Linked DNA regions of Sus scrofa: region 1 is linked to region 2. A link is a contact called in public Hi-C data. All regions are on one chromosome and are shown on one strand. The core of a region is the stretch at or near the end of the contact, and the rest is flanking DNA. Distances in the headings are between cores, read along the strand shown. Region 1 holds the start of LOC100517129 (nuclear body protein SP140-like protein). Region 2 holds the start of FBXO36 (F-box only protein 36).

What was found. Hi-C and Micro-C count contacts between places; a contact is called where the count stands out from the background.
Region 1: a contact with region 2 is called in a Hi-C map of liver, with 4 times the contacts expected there. The contact joins the promoter of LOC100517129 here to the promoter of FBXO36 in region 2. A contact is called at or near these places in 1 of 47 Hi-C or Micro-C datasets (liver) and 1 of 2 datasets of contacts at active chromatin or transcription factors (alveolar macrophages).

Annotation. Positions count from the first base shown.
Region 1 is chr15:131,298,614-131,301,313 of Sscrofa11.1, reverse strand. It overlaps LOC100517129 (nuclear body protein SP140-like protein), which reads right to left and starts at 1,391. Exons shown (of 20, transcript XM_021075666.1): 1 at 1,241-1,391. The coding sequence starts at 1,272.
Region 2 is chr15:130,938,519-130,941,218 of Sscrofa11.1, reverse strand. It overlaps FBXO36 (F-box only protein 36), which reads right to left and starts at 1,354. Exons shown (of 4, transcript XM_021075100.1): 1 at 1,021-1,354. The coding sequence starts at 1,116. It overlaps TRIP12 (E3 ubiquitin-protein ligase TRIP12), which reads left to right and starts at 722. Exons shown (of 42, transcript XM_021075059.1): 1 at 722-745.

The DNA.
Region 1 (2,700 bases), core at 142-2,641, 360 kb before region 2:
ATATTAGTACCCTTTCCCTCAACAATTCCACTTTTTTGGTTATTGACACAAGACCAACACTTGTACACGTGCAAAAACATAAGAAAATATAAAACCGTTGGTATCACAGCTTGTTGGTAAAGGCAAACAATTGAAAAAGCTCTAAATGTCTATCAATAGAGTGGGGAGGGAGGAGAGTTTAAAAACTATGGTGTACCCATTCTGTGGAATAGTATACAGCTGTTAAAAAGAACCAGGGGATCCTATGTTTATTAAGGTGCTATGATTTTCACTATTAAAGTACATGAAAATGAAAAAAATGGCATTTAAAACATAATTCCATTTTTAAAAAAGGACTAAAATTTATGTAATTATAAAAATAAGTTACATATGTAAATGTGTAGAAAAAAGATCTGGAAGATAACACCCAAGAATTGAAAAGGATCAGGACTGGAAGTTTCAAGGGGGTGAGGGGTGAACAAGAATTTTCTCCTCTATATACTTAGGAACTTTATGAACAAGAATGCATAATGTATTTCTGTTGTATTAACAAAATCCAGACCTTTAAAATATTAAATAATGTTACTTCCGACCCACTACTAGAGAAAGAGATGGGATTTCTACTCTTTACCTTGTGGAGGTATAACCTACTCCAGAACTGAAATAGTTTCTGTGAAAATTAAAATACTCATCCTGGGCTAGCCCTTGGCAGTTTGGGGCATTTCTCTTCCTTTCACTTTCTTTGCCAGGGATTGTTGGAAGAAGAATCCAGCCCCCCCCCCTTCCCCAGCCAGAGGTGGGAACAGTGCCGGGGACTGTCTGAGTCCCCGTCCACAGGACAGGTGGGAAAAAGCACCACTCAAAGGTTTGAAAATAAATCAGGGGTTTCCTTTAAATTTCTACTTCCTCAGCTATGTGAAGGTAGGACTGATCTAAGAGAAACGAGAGAGTGATCTAGGTTTACAAGGAAATAATCCCTTGCCACAAGGCCTCATAAAGATCAGCACCTTTGGACAGGCCTCCTGGCTGAAATTGCAAAACAATGTCATGTGCCTTGTAGCAACAAGACTCAACCAGCAGGCTCCCTGCTGCCGTTTAAAATCTGATTTCCTCGTTACACATTCCTGTTTCTTATTATACGGCAGAGTGATCCCGTGTGTATATCCTGTGCAAAGCAAAGGTTTAGTGCAGAGTCCAAAGAACAGCCCTGAAGCAGCCGCACGGCCAGAGGGACAGGTGGAAGGACAGGGGAAAGACTGACCTTGTCCTGAGCTCACGGCCTCCACTAGCCATCTTTCCACCTCAGCCCGGCCTGGGCCTGAGCTTGGCCTGCAACCACTCCAGTGTCCAGGGAGGCAGCCCTAGGCCTGAACCCTGAACAGGAAGTCTCTCTAGGGCTCCGCCCAAGTGGGGAAAAGGGAAGTGAAAGTAGCTCAGTGAGCTGTGGACGTCCTCCCTCCCTCCTCCCGCAGCTACACAATCCTTCTAGCCGTTATGACATGTGACCCCCAGGGATGGAAGACAAGGAGTGACACTCAGGGACTGGAGGGCCCCGGAGGACCCCGGAGGAGGACTCGGGGAGGGGCAGACCCGGGCCCCGGGAGTCCACCTGTTTGTGCAAAGACAGCAACAACCAACGTCTGTGTGATCCCAGCCGTCCTCAGGCTCCTGCCTTCTCAGGGGGTTTCAGAGCATGGGGGTCAAGGGCAAAGTCCCTCTTTGCCCCTTCCCTTGCCAAGATGGCCGGGGCAGGGGGAAAATGGACACTTCGGATCTTCTCTCCAGCCCATGGGAGAGCTTGGACCCAACTGAGGTAGGTCCCAGTGTCCAGATGTCTGATGAAGCAGCGATGGTTTCCATGTGATGCTCCCCTGAATTTGACTTCCTCCAGCTTTGAGGAGGGGTCTGAGCCAGTTACACTTGAAAATGTGGGGCAGGCTTTCTATCCTCTCTCCACTCCTGTTCTTTCCCCGCAAAGAGCGAGCATCAGCCTGGTTGGTACAGATTCCAGAAGACGGATGAGGCCATCCTACCCAGTGCACAAGGTCTCTGTGGAGCCCTCTCTCCCTCCCTCCCCTCAGGGGGTAGAAGGATTAGCAAGCTGAGGTTCTGGTGGGCACGGCTGCCCTCTGCTCCTGACTCCATGGGGCACAGGATCCAGACAAGCCTGGCACAGAGCACACCTGCCTTTTCTAGTGTCCACTCTCTCTCTTCTCTCGGTCCCTGTACAGCAGGTGGATCAGGCCACCACCATACTGGGTGTTGACATAAATGTGCCTGCTTTTCTTTTCCTTCTTTTTTTCTGCTTTTTAGGGCCGCACCCGTGGCATATGGAGGTTCCCAGGCTAGGAGTCGAATTGGAGCTCCAGCTGCTGACCTACACCACAGCCACAGCAACGCAGGATCCGAGCCGAGTCTGCACACTCACTGCAGCTCATGGCAATGCCAGATCCTTAACCCACGGAGCGAGGCCAGGGATTGAACGCACGTCCTCATGGATACTAGTCGGGTTCATTACTGCTGAGCCACAATGGGAACTCCAGTGTGCCAGCTTTTCTGTTGTCTGCTTGGGGCTCCAAGGAATCAGAGGCCAGCTAGCAGCGGCTGGGTGGGAAACCCACAGGGCAGATATTCCCACACAGGGCTGCTCCTGGCCATAGGGAGGAAAGTTTCCAGCGAGTCAGAGAAAGCAGGGCACACACCACACTCTGTGAGAGCAGT
Region 2 (2,700 bases), core at 105-2,604:
GATATAAAAATAAAATCTGTCTATTTTAAAAGATGCTTCTGAGGCTATAAAAATTCATTGTCTATTTTATTTACGGGCTCTTGGAAAAACTGGTGAAATATTCAGTACATACACCAAAACATATCTACAAAGTTCCAAATTTAATTTTACAGGAATGCCATCTATTCGAGTGCAAGGTGCACGAATATCTCGGTGACAGGTGTAAGTTCAGGGAGGAATCAGAAACGAGTTCCCCGTGGAGGCCCAGCTCAATGTGATCATTTCATGGGCACAATAAATCATCCACAAAGCCCACCTTAAATACCTAAAGTAGTCATAAAAATAGGTCGATGGTTACTTTAGCGATAACATAATCCCCGGTCTTATTGTTGTGGAGCAGATGTCATTATGGGTGGGGCTGACGCGCAGAGCAGCTGAAACATTTTTGTACCACCCCCCGCACACTTTCAATGGGATAGAAGGGGCTCCAAAAAAGGTAAGGGTAAAGCGCTCGATTAATTCCTACGAGAAATAAGCAAGTTTTGATGCGGCCTTGGTAACAGGTAAACACCACAGTAAGATTTAATGAGATTCCCCAGAATTAAATCCTACCCTGGAAAAGAGATCTTCCCATTCTCCCCTCCCCTGCCGGCTCCTCCTTGGGACACTTGGATGAGTCTTTCTTTCCCTTCTTCCCACGCTGAGGTGAGGCTGCACGCAAGCCGGGGACGCCTGCTTTCCGTTTCGCGCGGAGGGAACTCTGCAGGTAGGAACCCCAGGTGGCAGGAAGGGAGCGGGCGGCGCTGTGAGGAGGCGAAGAAGGCTCGCCGGGTACGAGGCGGGCTGGGGCTGGGAAGGGACACGCTGGCCGCCGGGCCTGCAGGGGAGGCCGCGGTGAGGAGGGTGATCTCCCGGCTCGGAGCTGGGACCTGGCGCTTCCGGCTGGCCACAGTCGCTCTCGGCCTAGCGCGGCTCGCGTTCCAGGCTCCTCTGGGGCGGGCAGAGAGTTAGGAGAGAGGGTAAACCGCGGCTTGCACTTGCCTGGGACCGGGTGATCAGCAACTGGTAATAGTCTTTGCTTGGCGCCGGGCCTTGTCCTACAATTTCGAACAGAGTCTCCGGCAGCCACGACGCCATCTTGGGACGCCACCGCCGTCGCTAAGACAACCAGGAAGGGGCGGGGCCTGGCTGAGGTCAAGGGGCCAGAGCCCTGGTTTAAATCGAACCCTACTTTTGAGCTGGCGAGGTGTTTCTAACTTGGGGTGCTTGACCCCTATTCCAAGGGTGACAGGGAACCCTAAGTCGTGAGATTTCCACCTTTAGGTCCCGGGTGACCCGAAGGGGAATTAGTTCCTGCTACCACCGCGGGGAGGGGTGACCCCGGCGGAGGGATACCAAGCGAAGCTTCACATTCCCCTTCCTGGTCCCTCGAAGGGATCGGGAGGAGATCGCAGGCCACTGGGGAAGTGGAGCCGGGCGGTGGGGGAGGGAGGGGCGATGTGATGAGCGGCGAGTAGGCCCCGGGGCCTGTCCCGCGGAGGAGCCCGTCAGCTGGAGCCGAGGGATAAAGTAGTTCCCGGAGGGTGTTGGAACGGGCGGGGAGGGAGGCGGCGCGGGCGGAGGCGCACGCCGGGCGCGGTGCTGCGGCTCAGCTGATAATTGAAGGGACCCGAGGAGCCGCCGCCGCCGCCGCCGCCGCCGCTGGGGGGGGGTGGGGGCAGCGAGTGGAAGTTACAGCCGCGCCACCGAGTCCGGACCGGAGACTTTGGGGCCCAACTAGGTAATTGGGGCGCAGTTCCGAGCAACGGGGCCAGGCCTGGGGGGAGGGGGCTGTGCTGAGGGGTTGGGGGGCGGCGGTGGGGGGGTGGGATCTGGAACAGAAAGTCCCAGGAAGCCCGCTTGTGTCATCGCCGCAATTCGGCCCCCGCTCGGCCTGTTCCCGGCGGCGGCGGCGGCGGCAGCGGGGCCGCGGAAGGACCGGGCCGGGGGTTGCGGGATAGGCGCTCGAGGGAGACCGCGGCTGGAGGGACCCGGGCCGGGCGGGAGCGGAGGGTCGCTGGGTCCCCCCCTCCGGACCCCCGCAATGAGGAGGGCCCTTTACGGAACCCGGGTAAGGCGTGCGGGTCTTGGGGAACCCGGCGGGGGTCGGGGGGGCCGGAAGTGGGCTTTGGAGCTTGGAGGGCGTCTAGGAAGAGAGAAAGTGGGGGGCCGGAAGTGCAGGTGGGGGGTGTGAAGACGGCAAGGGTTCCCCGGAAATGGGATGGGGGGCCCGGAAACCGGGAGAGGGGAGGCTCCAGGGCCAGGGACGGCCCGGAAATGGAAACTAGGGAGCAGCTCGAGTGACAACAGTTGTGGGAAGCGAGGGTCAGAGGAGGGAGAGGCCGGAGTGACTTTAGACCGCAGTAAGGGGTTTCCTGCCAAGGGGGACGGTTGAGGGCGGGCGAGGCTGGAGACGGGGTCTGCCCTGGGCAGTTTCAGCCGTGAGAAGTTGAGGCTGGGGGACGATGACGCCGGGAGTGGCATGCAGAGGGGGCATGAAAGAGGCCGAGAAACTTGGCCGAGAGGAGCAGAGCATCCTTCTAAGTAGATCGGCGTGGAAGTTGGGGGGAGGGGGTTCGGACCCGTGGGAGGGAGGTGGGCCACTTGTCACTCCAATCGTATTAGCATTCAAAGCGAGTCAGGCGATTAATTTATTTATATGTGGATTACATAAAACCTATT